4 separate regions of the Mus musculus genome follow, and all the other regions are linked to region 4. Evidence: chromatin contacts called from public Hi-C and promoter capture Hi-C data. All regions are on one chromosome and are shown on one strand. The core of a region is the stretch at or near the end of the contact, and the rest is flanking DNA. Distances in the headings are between cores, read along the strand shown.

What was found. Promoter capture Hi-C pulls out the DNA fragments that hold promoters and counts their contacts. A called contact is a pair of places that touch in the nucleus more often than the background predicts.
Region 1: a contact with region 4 is called in a promoter capture Hi-C map of the HPC-7 cell line, with 2.0 times the contacts expected there. The contact joins the enhancer-like site here to the promoter of Hipk3 in region 4. A contact is called at or near these places in 4 of 39 promoter capture datasets (3T3-L1-derived adipocytes, the C10 cell line, the HPC-7 cell line and 1 more), 2 of 115 datasets of contacts at active chromatin or transcription factors (bone marrow-derived macrophages and pancreatic cancer cells) and 2 of 9 other capture datasets (liver and pancreatic islet).
Region 2: a Hi-C map of liver shows a contact between it and region 4, with 1.8 times the contacts expected there. The contact joins the enhancer-like site here to the promoter of Hipk3 in region 4. A contact is called at or near these places in 2 of 39 promoter capture datasets (both in liver), 2 of 484 Hi-C or Micro-C datasets (liver and nephron progenitors), 1 of 115 datasets of contacts at active chromatin or transcription factors (bone marrow-derived macrophages) and 3 of 9 other capture datasets (adipose tissue, liver and pancreatic islet).
Region 3: a contact with region 4 is called in a promoter capture Hi-C map of liver. The contact joins the promoter of Depdc7 here to the promoter of Hipk3 in region 4. A contact is called at or near these places in 18 of 39 promoter capture datasets (the 3T3-L1 cell line, 3T3-L1-derived adipocytes, the C10 cell line and 10 more), 7 of 484 Hi-C or Micro-C datasets (LSK cells, embryonic stem cells and liver), 4 of 115 datasets of contacts at active chromatin or transcription factors (bone marrow-derived macrophages, embryonic stem cells, extraembryonic endoderm stem cells and 1 more) and 1 of 9 other capture datasets (adipose tissue).

What each region holds. Positions count from the first base shown.
Region 1 is chr2:104,687,191-104,690,101 of GRCm38.p6, forward strand. It overlaps Tcp11l1 (t-complex 11 like 1), which reads right to left. Exons shown (of 10, transcript NM_177190.5): 7 at 1,188-1,384. Among named protein-coding and RNA genes, the nearest start is that of Gm6306, 22 kb to the right of the region's middle. Within about 2 kb of position 1,656, at least 37 of the 459 cell types and tissues checked have an H3K27ac peak or open chromatin away from gene starts, as enhancers often do. A contact at or near this core is called in the HPC-7 cell line, bone marrow-derived macrophages, liver and 1 more, where this site is marked.
Region 2 is chr2:104,662,490-104,665,190 of GRCm38.p6, forward strand. It overlaps Cstf3 (cleavage stimulation factor, 3' pre-RNA, subunit 3), which reads left to right. Exons shown (of 21, transcript NM_145529.3): 18 at 805-958; 19 at 1,580-1,674; 20 at 1,808-1,868; 21 at 2,228-2,701. The coding sequence ends at 2,430. Among named protein-coding and RNA genes, the nearest start is that of Gm6306, 46 kb to the right of the region's middle. Within about 2 kb of position 1,417, at least 6 of the 459 cell types and tissues checked have an H3K27ac peak or open chromatin away from gene starts, as enhancers often do. A contact at or near this core is called in liver, where this site is marked.
Region 3 is chr2:104,741,485-104,744,228 of GRCm38.p6, forward strand. It overlaps Depdc7 (DEP domain containing 7), which reads right to left and starts at 1,373. Exons shown (of 9, transcript NM_144804.2): 1 at 1,198-1,373. The coding sequence starts at 1,270.
Region 4 is chr2:104,492,793-104,495,739 of GRCm38.p6, forward strand. It overlaps Hipk3 (homeodomain interacting protein kinase 3), which reads right to left and starts at 1,697. Exons shown (of 16, transcript NM_010434.2): 1 at 1,156-1,697.

The DNA.
Region 1 (2,911 bases), core at 406-2,905, 190 kb after region 4:
GGCAAGACTTGACTTCAGGATGCAGAAGACTGCCAATAACAGACATGCAGTCCCAGTAAAAACCACCATCTTCCCATTGTAAGAGAAGTGTCAGGTCGAGAACTTCCCTCCAGAAGATCTCATGCCACTACCCAGTGTCACAATTTCTAACAAGCCAACACCACCTTTAGGTCCCCTTTAGTACCAACAGGGAACTCAGGCAAGAAGGGAAGCTTACAGCTCTTGAAAGGAAACACAGGGGCCATGACAGAGACGTTTACAGAAGCTGCAGGTCTGAAGCTGAAAAAAGGAACAAGTGCTCTCAAAGAAGACAGAGGAAGCCACACACCAGCTTAGTTTCTGCCAGAGAAGTGGGGAACCCCTCATTAGTCATCCTCTTGAATGGTTCCTGCAGCTAGACCTGCTTAGGATAATGCTCACCGTGGGAGTGGCAGAAGTTTCTGGAGAGCAAGCTGTGAAACAAAACCAGGGTTTTTTGTTTGCTTGTTTGTTTGTTTTTATGGTTTTTTATTTTATTTATTTATTTATTTATTTATTTATTTATTTTTGGTTTTTTGTTTTTGTTTTTTCGAGACAGGATTTCTCTGTCTGAACTATCTCCAGAACTCACTTTGTAGACCAGGTTGGCCTTGAACTCAGAAATTAAGGATGTGCAACACCCATACACATCTTTTCTTTAAAAAAAAAATCATGACAAATTGAATAAAAACAGTGTACTCATATACATTAAATAATCTTAAAAAACAAACAAACAACAAACAATAAGAACTATCCAGAACAGACAAATATGGAAAGCAGAACTGAAAGGAGGAGAAAAGTCCGCTGGCTAACGATGCTGCCAGGGGGACTGTATAAGTCTGAAAATATACCAGAAAGCACGGAGTGACACATGCTAAGGAGGAAAGGACAGGCAGATCTCCACAAGTTCAAGACTACCCAGGAATGCATAGCAAGCTCCAGGACAGCCAAGGGTACATGGAAAACCCCTGTCTCAAAAACACAAAGGGAGGAGAACAAGAGAGAATGATGTGGGAATGGAAAAGAAGGACCACATTGCATATTTTCTCATATGTAGAATGTACACATATGTGCTAGAACAATAAGAGTCTTTAAAAAAAACAACAACAAAAAACCAACTGTGCCCCTTGAGACAGCGTGTGAATGGCTAAGGTGCCCACAGCACCTACCTCAGGGAAAGGTCTCTGGAAGTGGTCCCATTTCAGAAGCTTCAGGTAGGCGAAATTCTGGACAGAAACAGGGGTCAGGAGTGGGGCATCCCCAGAGCCAGCAGCGCCTCCCCCAGCTGGCAGGGCATGTTTGTACTTCTGACTCAAAAGGTCATTTGTGGCCTCTTCCAGCCACTGTGTGGCAAAGTCCAGGGAGTCTGGAAAACAGGGCTACACTCATCACCCTGACATTTGCAGGGACACTTCTTGGAATTACCTTAATGAAGAGAGTTTCTCCAGTGAAATTCAAGGTAGAGAATGAACTTTGAAACCCACAGACTGAATCCAAATCACCATATTGCTTTTCGATAGCTTCGTGACCTCAGACAAATCTCAACAGAAGATTCCTGTCATAAAGAAATGCATGACACCTGCCTCACGGCTGACATTGCGAGAACCTGGCCTGGCCTGGCCTGCTTCCTTCCTACCTACTCTTTTCTCTAGTAGTGAGCACATTCGAGGTGGCTGGAAGACCAGATTGACTGCAGCTCGGAGGGATGCTAAAAGTTCTGGCTCACAGACAAACAGGACAAGACACCAGCTGGAGTCCCTTTGTTTAGCAAAGCATTTACACCGAGGGCTAGCCTTGTTTCTGGTGTGACTCACGCAGTGGGAGCATGTCAACGGGGCCCTCAGATGGCTTTCAGTGGCCTTTATGTCCCCTCTGCTTTCCTTAGTAACACATAGGTACCTATCAGAACACCAGTGTCCTCCACATTCTGAGTAGAAAGTGCTCCTTGAGAGAGGTGCAGCCCTGGTGGAAGCTCCTTCAAACCAAGCAGGAGCTGGGGTTTCAGCCACTGTCAGCTCCTCCCTGGTGCTGCACCTCTGTTCTCCTCACAAAGTTCTCAATTTGGTCCTGACTGCTGATATACAGCCTTCTAGAGACAGGCTTTCTCTGTGGCATTCAGGCTTTGGAAACCTTGGAGAGGTGGACAAGTGACTGTGATGTCTCTAGGTAGGCTCCTACGCAGCAACGATTCTTTCAGGGCAGCTGAGCTTCTGGCACCTGACTCTGCCACGCTCTTTAGCCTAGAAGACCGTGACCCCAGACAAACTGAAATGTGTCAGCCAATCTTCGCCCACTACTTCTACTCTCCCCTCTTTCCATTCCTCCCAGCCCCAAGCTTCCATATAAGGCTGCAGGAATTAACTTCCTTCCATGGCCACTGAGTTAACCAACCTGGTCAGGCAACAAGATCTATTCAGACTGCCATTCCCATCTCATCAGCAAAGCTATGCTACCTGAAATGCACCACCGCATGGCACCTGGAAGCAGCCTACAAACACAGCTATACTAGACTCAGTCAGTTGTTTACCTGAAGTCACGCGAGGCTTGTAAAAATGAAATTTTCTTCCCAGCACTTGGGGAAGCAAAGACAGAAAGACTGTCATAGTTTAAGGCCAGCCTGGATTTCACAATGAACACCAGGCCACCTGGGCTGCAGAACAAGACCTGGTCTCAAAAACAAAACAAAAGCTGGGTATGGTGGTGCAAGCCTTAATCCTGCCACGGGAAAGGCAATGTGCACTCTACCCAGAGCTGTAAGTATTTTGAGACCCTGACACAGAAACAAACACAAAAAAACAACCAACCAACCAACCAAACAAACAAAAAACCCCACTAACCATACACCACCACCAAGCTGTGAAAGCTGCCCTTTCCTGGTTGTGAATTCTGAGTT
Region 2 (2,701 bases), core at 167-2,666, 170 kb after region 4:
TTTGAAAGGAGAAGGTGGACACCCAATGCTCTCTCTACTTCCTATTAGCTGTGAGATCTTCTTTTAAGCTCCAGTCCATGCTAGGAATGTTACTGATTTCCTCAAAGAGTGAATACAATCTGGCTAAGAATATATGTTCAAGATATGTTTCTTTTCTCCTGTACATTGGAAGGATGTTCACTGCATTAGCGAACTGCTGTGAGCCAGTGCAGTGCTAGTGATCCCCATCTTGGCTTTCATGAAGCAAGAATCTCACTTAACCCAGGCTTTTCGCTTTTACTGAGATGTTAATCCAGTGGAAGGAAAGTATCAAAAAGCAAAGCTTTATCTTAGCTGGGCATGGTGAGAGGTGCCTTTAATCCCAGCAGTGGGAAGACAGAGGCGGCTGGTCTCTGTAAGTTTGAGGCCAGCTGAGTTCCAGAACAGCTAGGGCTACAAAATGAGACCCTGTCTCGAACAAACAAGTCTAAACCTTTTCCTTCACATCACCCCACTCTCTTCTTGGTGCCATTCTTACAACTCTTTTCACAAAGTCTTGTATCTATCTTGCAATGATCCTGCCTGGAGACAGTCTAGTGATTCTTAGCTGGGGTTGAGGTAAATTTTTAAAATGCAACCTTCAAAGTGAATGGCTTCCCTTGTTGTGTTGAACAATCTTTATCATCATGAGATTTCCTTTCTCCTTCTCCATCCTTCCTGTGCTTATAACCCAATTATTCCTACTGTATCCTCAAGATTGTGGAACTGCACAATGCTCTGTAAGACCCTTTTCAGGTTTAGGATTCTTCTGTTCTGCATTTTCAGGATGTCTCCCGTGCTAAGCTAGCTGCTATAATTCCAGACCCAGTTGTAGCTCCTTCCATAGTGCCTGTTCTGAAAGATGAAGTGGATAGAAAACCTGAGTACCCTAAGCCAGACACTCAGCAGATGATTCCATTTCAGCCACGACATTTAGCACGTAAGATCCAGAACTCAGACGTTCGTTTGATTTCAATCCAAGGTGTGGGAGGGAAGTAACCTGGCCTTTTCCACTGTAAGTTAACTATTAGACTTGGGGTCACAGTGAGTTGACAGTAATCTTTGAACTGCAAACACTAAGAATGTTTAAAAAACCAATCAACCCAAGCCTCTGAACACTGCAGACCTCAGTTGCCCATTTCACACATGCTGCAGTGTGCAGAGTACTCGACCAACTGGAAACTCACTGCAGTTGTGAGTGGTTAGTAGCCCCTCTAGGTCCTCTTTGAACAAGACCCTTTTGATTAAATGTGCTTTTGAACAAGTGACTTCAAACAGGATTACTAAACACTGTAACTCAAAAGTAGTAAACAAAAATGTCTTTTAGAGCAGACCTGGCTGGCTTTACATGAAGTCACTTGTCTGATTCCCAGTGACCTAAGACTGACACTGAATTTCCTGTCCGGCCTATTTCATTTGGTCACTTGGTTAAAGCACTACAGCCCTTTGTATGTGTTCAGAAGGGAGCGGCAGGGACATAGAAAGTTGTGTGCAGGTCACTTGACTTCAGCTTTCTCACATAGAAACTGTGCCCATGTTTCATGCCTGCTTTCTCCCTCAGCTCCAGGCTTGCACCCTGTCCCCGGTGGAGTGTTTCCAGTGCCTCCTGCCGCTGTTGTTTTGATGAAACTGCTCCCACCTCCTATCTGCTTCCAGGTTTGTTCATTGTACACACTGGTTCTCTGGGTCGCAGTAATTATATGGGTTTTTGTTGTTGTTTTTGTATAGTGGGAGGTACAACAGTGAACTTGTCAGGTAACTGAGCTGAAATGTACTCGTGTCATGATAGGGTCCTTTTGTACAAGTGGATGAGCTGATGGAAATTTTCCGAAGATGCAAGATACCAAACAGTAAGTAACAGAAGCTCATTTTCACTGCGGAATCTACATTGTTTCCCAGAGAGAAAGGATTGTTCTCTTCAGCAAAGTCTCTAAAGCCAAGTATCCAGTCTACAGAGGTGCAGGAACAGCCTGGAGTAAGCTGGGCCTTCTGCAGTGTGGGCATATACTCTGGTAACACACAATCAGAATCCTGGCACGTGTGGTGGTGCACTGTCTAATCTGTCTTAGCATTTTCTCGGTTTTAATGGCAGCTGTAACTTAGTAGCAGCAACACCATTCCATGCTTGCTGACAGGCTATGGAATGGGCAGAGCACTCTTCTATAGTAGCATCGTCGTAAGCGATGTTCTTTTTGCTCCATCCCAACAGCTGTTGAGGAAGCCGTGAGGATCATCACTGGTGGGGCCCCAGAGCTGGCTGTGGAAGGCAACGGCCCAGTGGAAAGTAGTGCTGTACTGACTAAGGCTGTCAAAAGGCCCAACGAGGATTCAGACGAAGATGAAGAAAAGGGGGCTGTAGTCCCCCCTGTTCATGACATTTACAGAGCACGGCAGCAGAAGCGAATACGATGAGTCGGCTTAAACCTACCTGCCTCTGAGAGAAAAACTCTTACCCAGGACTCCTGTTTTGCCTCTTAAGTCATATGTTTTAAAGAGACAACACTTTGTTACAAGGTTTTGGAAACAAAGTTGTATTGTCATTGGTGCCTCTGTCATATGGTTCTTGAGAAAAAACCCAAGCCTGTGTGGATTTTGAATTTGGAGCAGACCTATCCTCTAAGCAAGATTAGGTTTTAAATAACAGTACAAAATGACAACGCCACATCTTGTTCCTTTTCAAGGG
Region 3 (2,744 bases), core at 123-2,622, 250 kb after region 4:
ACCCAGTTTTAAAATGCATTCCCTCTCACCACCTAAAAACCTGTTCACAAATGTCCAGAGCCCAGAACTGACATTTCAGCTGTTAGGAAAGACCTTCCGAGTTAAAGTAGGTGAATTTGGGAATCCCATTTACCAGAGAGAGCCTAAAGCTATCAACAATTTCCAGTGCCATGTCAAGTGATAAAGTGATCAGAGCCTGTTAGGTGAGAGCAGTAAGTGGTCAGATCTTGTTTGCTGGGGTTTTTTTTGTTTTGTTTTGTTTTTTGAGACAGTCTCATTTTTTAACTGTTTGGTTTGGAACTTTCTGTGTAGAGCTGACTTGGAACTCAGAGGCCTTACCTCTCTCTGCCTCCCCAGTGTAGGACTGAGGGCTTACACCTCTACAGCTGGACTATAGGCCGCTTTTATAATCTGTACCGAGAAAGCAGTTCTCTAGCAAAATTCATCATTAAGATCTTGGAGATTATGTGGAGCATTGATTAGTAAAGTCAGTCAAACACAATAGCTGGGACCACTGAGATACACTTTTCTGACCTAGGGGAAGGAATCACTGTTTCCGCAAGTTGGCATTTTACAAATGAAAAGCTTTGGTAGAGAGCCAATTTCTCCAGCTCTCTATCCCGCAGTTCCAGAAAGGGGGAAAGGTGGCACCTTATCCAAACAAATCCAAATATCTCCTTATTTGCAGAATTAAGAGTCAGAATTTTAGAACGGATTATCGGATTCGGGTCAAAGATCTTACACCCGCCCTCAATGATTCAATACATTTGTCTCCCAAAGTCATGTAACTATCAGATCAGGGGTTGGGGGGGGGTGATGGGGGCTTCACTGAAACATTGCTTGTAGCGAAAGTGTTAAATTTACACAATATTACTTCATCTCCTGAGTCTGGGAGCCACCGACCTCTGATCCCACCATGCAGTCAAGAGTTCGTTCTCCAGACGCTGGCCAGGAAACTATTCAAAATTCCGCGCGTGTCACAAGTCAGGCTGTGGAGCCTAACCCCCACTGCGAGCGAAGTTTGGTAAAGTTCCTAAAACGCCGAGCTCTGGCTGCGGCGGGGTCCGTGGCCCGTGGCCCGTGGCCGGCTGCCCACCCAGGAGGAGAAAGCGGATCCTCGCGGCCGCGCAGCCCGCGGAGCGCACCGCCCGCCCACAGCCCGCGCCCGCCCCACGCTGCCGCGGCCCTCCGACCCACCCGGAGGTCTCTGTGCAGGGCTGTGCAGAGCCGACAGGTTCAGCGCCGCCGCCTTCTCTCGAACCGTGGCCATGTCAGCGGCGGGCTGGACTCCGTGCCCGCGCCGCCGCTGCTGCCGCTGCTCCACAGACTGCGCGCCCGCGCCGAAGCCTCGGGTTAACTCCCGGGGAGCGGGGCTCCCGGCGGGCTCCGCCCCTGGCGATCACGTGTTTCACAGACTGGCTCCAAGCCTCTGCGCTCCAAAACGCCCCAGGCAGCTCCAGGCGGGCGGTGTCCAGGTAGAAAGTACTTAGGCATGGCTTTTCCAGTGCTAGTCGGTACTAGCCCGGGGCTAGACCCGCTGAGTCCCAAGGTGTCCCTCCAGGATCTGCCCTCGCTCCAACCGGAGTCTTATTGCTCCAGGTCTCAGTGCTTTCTGCTCTCACCTGCTAGTATTAGGACCAGGTTGGCTGGGCTTTTAATGAGAATTACCTGAACCGACATTTAGCAATTCGTATTTGGACCATAAATGCTCCCAAGTGTGTCAGGATAATAAATACTTGGAGTTTTTTTCCTTCCTGTCCCTCTAAAGAACAAACAAAACCTTATCTAGCCTAGGAGAGCAATGTCTAGAGGTCAGAGGACCGCAACAACAAAGATCATGGGGCTTCCTGCCAAGGAAATCTGTGTTGATTCTAAATTAACCCTGGGTCTGGTGAGCACCGGGAAGGGGAGCATGGAAGAACAAACTGGAGGGGGAAGGAGAGAGGGTTGCTGCTGGGAGCGCTTCAGTTTCTTGGGTAATTGAGGTAGAGAAACCAGGGACCCAGTGCTGGGTTAAGTCGGCAAGGTTGAATGATGTTGGAGATCATTAACCTAGCTGACGGATGCATGACCGTCCCCTCCCTTCTTCTTTTGAATAAAGTCAGGGTCTTTCTATATACCCTGGCGGTCCTAGAATTTGCTCTGTAGAATAGGCTAGCCACGAACTCGAAAATCTCTGGCTACCTCTATCTCCTGAGTGGGAATAAAGGCATTTGTTCGCAACTGTTGCCCTTTCTATAGATTTCTACCTCTTTTGGGGGGTGTTGTGTTTTATAAAAAAGAAGGAAGGGATATGCTTGGTGGAGGCGTGGTATGTTGTGGTAGAATGGTTCCTCTGCAGGCCCATGCTGAGGTATCCGTTCCCCCTGAGATACCAGTCACACAAGGAGTATAGTATAGAATAGAGTTTGGGGAGGAGTTAAGAGGGTAAGGGAGAGAGAGGGGAGGGGAGGGGAGGGGAGGGGAGGGAGGGGAGGGGAGGGGAGGGGAGGGACAGAGAGGGAAGAGTGTAAGATGGTAGGTAAGAGAGTGAGGAGGCGTCAAGCAGCCCCTTTTACAGTGAGTCAGGCAGGCATACCTGGCTGTTGCCAGGTAACTATGGGGCAGGGCCTAGAAGAAACGCTAACTGGGGGGCGGGGGCTAGAGAGACGATTCAGCAGGTACAGCTCTTGCTTTACTAGCAAAGGATCAGAGTTCAGTTCCCAGTACCCATGTGCCTGCTCACAACCACTGGTCTGTAACCC
Region 4 (2,947 bases), core at 447-2,946:
AAATAGAAAAATAAAAAACAGATCTCCAAACAACTCGGAGGTACATAGAAACGAAGACTGGTTTTCCAGCTAACTTTTCCAGCCCTGTGTACCAGAGAGATAACCAAAACAAAGTAGACCCGTAAAACCATGAGTTTCCCTGTAAACTGGGCCATAATCTGAAACCTAAGGGGGGCCGGGGAGGGGGGGGGGGGACCGGCTGCTGCTGCTGCTAATAGAAGCTCCTTATAAGCTGCGAACTGACAGGTGGAAAAACAAATTCGCCAGCAGCAGGCCAGCCAGAGGTTGTGAAAACACGGTTCAAGGACCGAACATGTTGTGACTACTCTGTAACAGGTCCAAGGTAATTTACGCACACACCCTTCAGCGCAATTCCTCCAGCACAGATAAGACTGGGAAACAACAGGCTTCCCCCAAGATCCACATACCATTTTACAACAGCCGTCTCCCCCCAGACAGGAAAACAGACATTCTGGTCCCGAGTCCTTTCCGCTGGTCTCCCCACAGCGCGAAGGGAAGAGGGCCGCCGCCGCCGTAACGAGAGAAGCCGGCAACAGCCCCGCCGCGCGGCCGCCACGCCTTCCTCCCGCCGCCGCTGGGGACGCGAAGCCTCGGATCACATTTCTCCTCCCCAACAATCACACGCACGCACGTCTCCAGAGTTGACACCCTCCAAACCCGCCGCCCCGCGACGCCGGTGACAGGGCCACCAAGCCTCCGCGGCGCAGCCACGGGGCTGGGCGCTCCGGCGGCGGCGTGCGTGCACGTTGGTCTTCGCTCCCATCAATGAAAGGAACGAGGTCTCCGTAGTGACGGCCTAGAGCCGCCGAGCCGAAACGGGGGGCCCCCGTGGGACCAAACAAAACTTCGGTTGCTGGGAAGAGCCGTTGCGCAACCTAGGCTTGGGGGAAGGCCCGGACAGCCCGGCGCGGCCAGGGCGGCTTCCCGGAGGCTGCGCCAAGCGCGCGCGGAAAGCACGCGCAGTCCCCGCGTACGGCCTCCTCGGGCCTGGCTTGGCGCCGGCCTTCGGGAACCGCCCGGGCCGGCCGCACTGGACAACCGGGCGGGAACGGAGAGCCGTCGCTCCGAGGGTTCCCCCGGCCCCCGAGGCCCCGCGACGGCGCCGAGCTACCCGCCCTTGCCTGGCTTCCTTACCTTCCTAGAGGCCCGCGCTCTCCCCGCTTCGGGCGGCCGCAGCCCTGAGCATGTCCGGGGTGGGTCGCGGGGGCCGTGCGGGGACCCGGAGCCAAGCGCTTCAGCAGGCGGCGCCACCCAGCCGGGGCTCAGCCCCTCTCGGCGGCCGCTGCCATCTTGTCCTGGCGGCTGAGAGGAAACGGCGAAACACCCTCCCCCGACCGCTGCTGCTGCTTCTCTGGCTGCCGATCGCCGGGCCCGTCTCCCTCATCTTCCTTCCCGGGGACCTGGGGTGGGGACCGCTCGACTGGGGAGAGGGGCAGTGACAAGCCGGCGGGCCACCGGGGCCTACGGGCAACAAGGGATGCAGGGCCCGCGGTGCTGAGGGCCCATTTCCCCGGAGTTGAGACGAGGACGAGGGCTGCTTGCGAGGCCGCGTCGCCCGGGGCCTGCGGCTCGGACTCCTCGGGGCGCCGCGCTGCCGGCAGTCGTCACCCGGGCAGCTGCGGCAGGCCGCCCCGATATCGGGCCCCTCCTCCGCGCGCCCGCCGGCCTCGGCCGCCGCCTCCGCAGCGCCACCGCCCGCTCGGCCGCTCTGAGCGCCGAGCCCGGGCGGCCCCGCTCGGGTAGGGCCGCGGCGCCTCCGCGAAGCCCCTCCCCAGGGTCCGCCTGCAGCCGCGCCCTTGACGCTCGCAGCCCGCCAGGCGGCCCGCGCGGATCCAACCCTGAGCTCTCACGCCATCCCCTCCAAGAGGAACGGCTTCCGTCAGCCCTCCTCTGCAGTTCTGAACCTGACTCCGGGCCCAAAAATACACATTTAAGGGACAATCCTAATACCCAAAGGGGTTCAGATGCGGAAGCAGGATTCCACAGGCCTTTCCAGGTTACCCCATCCTAATTCTCTTCCCACCCCTTTAGAATCTGTTTCTTGGCATCTTAGGAGTCTAAAAACGCAGAAAGAGAATGAATAATCTAAGCCTAAAATAGGTCCTTCTCGCTCCCCCATTCCAAAACAGCAGGAGACTTGTCACACCACGTCAAAGAATGAGGGACGGACTCTCTTGGAAGTTTTCCAAGTGCACCACCACAGTGGTTGAGAAGCTGCCCACCTCTACGTTGATAATTCTCCATCGAGTTAGTTCCACACCCAAGCTAGTTTCTTCGCTCCTGGAAACTAGGAAATCGACAGAATGGTCCATTTCCACCCACGTAACCATAGAACCATGGAATTTGAGATGAAAGAATCTTACTGATGCATAGTCCAAACTCTTATGCTAAGACAAGGGTTTAGACAAGTTTCGATGACGTGAGCAAGGTTAAAGAGCAAAGCTTTAGTCTCCACCCCTCTCCCCTCCATCTATCTCTCCAGAAAGCATCTATCTTCGAAGCAACCCATCATTCAGTAAACCTATTTTGCCACCTGTTTCGTCTGGGTTCTAAACTAATATTTAACGTTTCCGCAACGCAAGCACCTCTGTCTCTATAATGGAGATGTCCTTTGCTTTCTTCCTTTACTAGAAGGACTGAGCTTGCCGATGTTATTTCTCCACACATATTCTCCATTGCAGCAGCTGGGGCTAAAGGGAGGGTCAACTCGCTGGGTAGATACTAGTCCTTTACCTATTGCCTTTCAAACTAGGACTGTGTAGAATGTCTTTAAAGGGGGAAAGGGTATCCCCTCGAGGCCACTGATAATCCTTTTTCCAGTGACCAGTGTTTTCTTCAAGATAGGAGTACAGTGAAGACTAAAGTAGAAAAGCTAATGACTGATTTTTAGAAAAGGTGTATGCATGAGATGGCCACAGTGATGCAA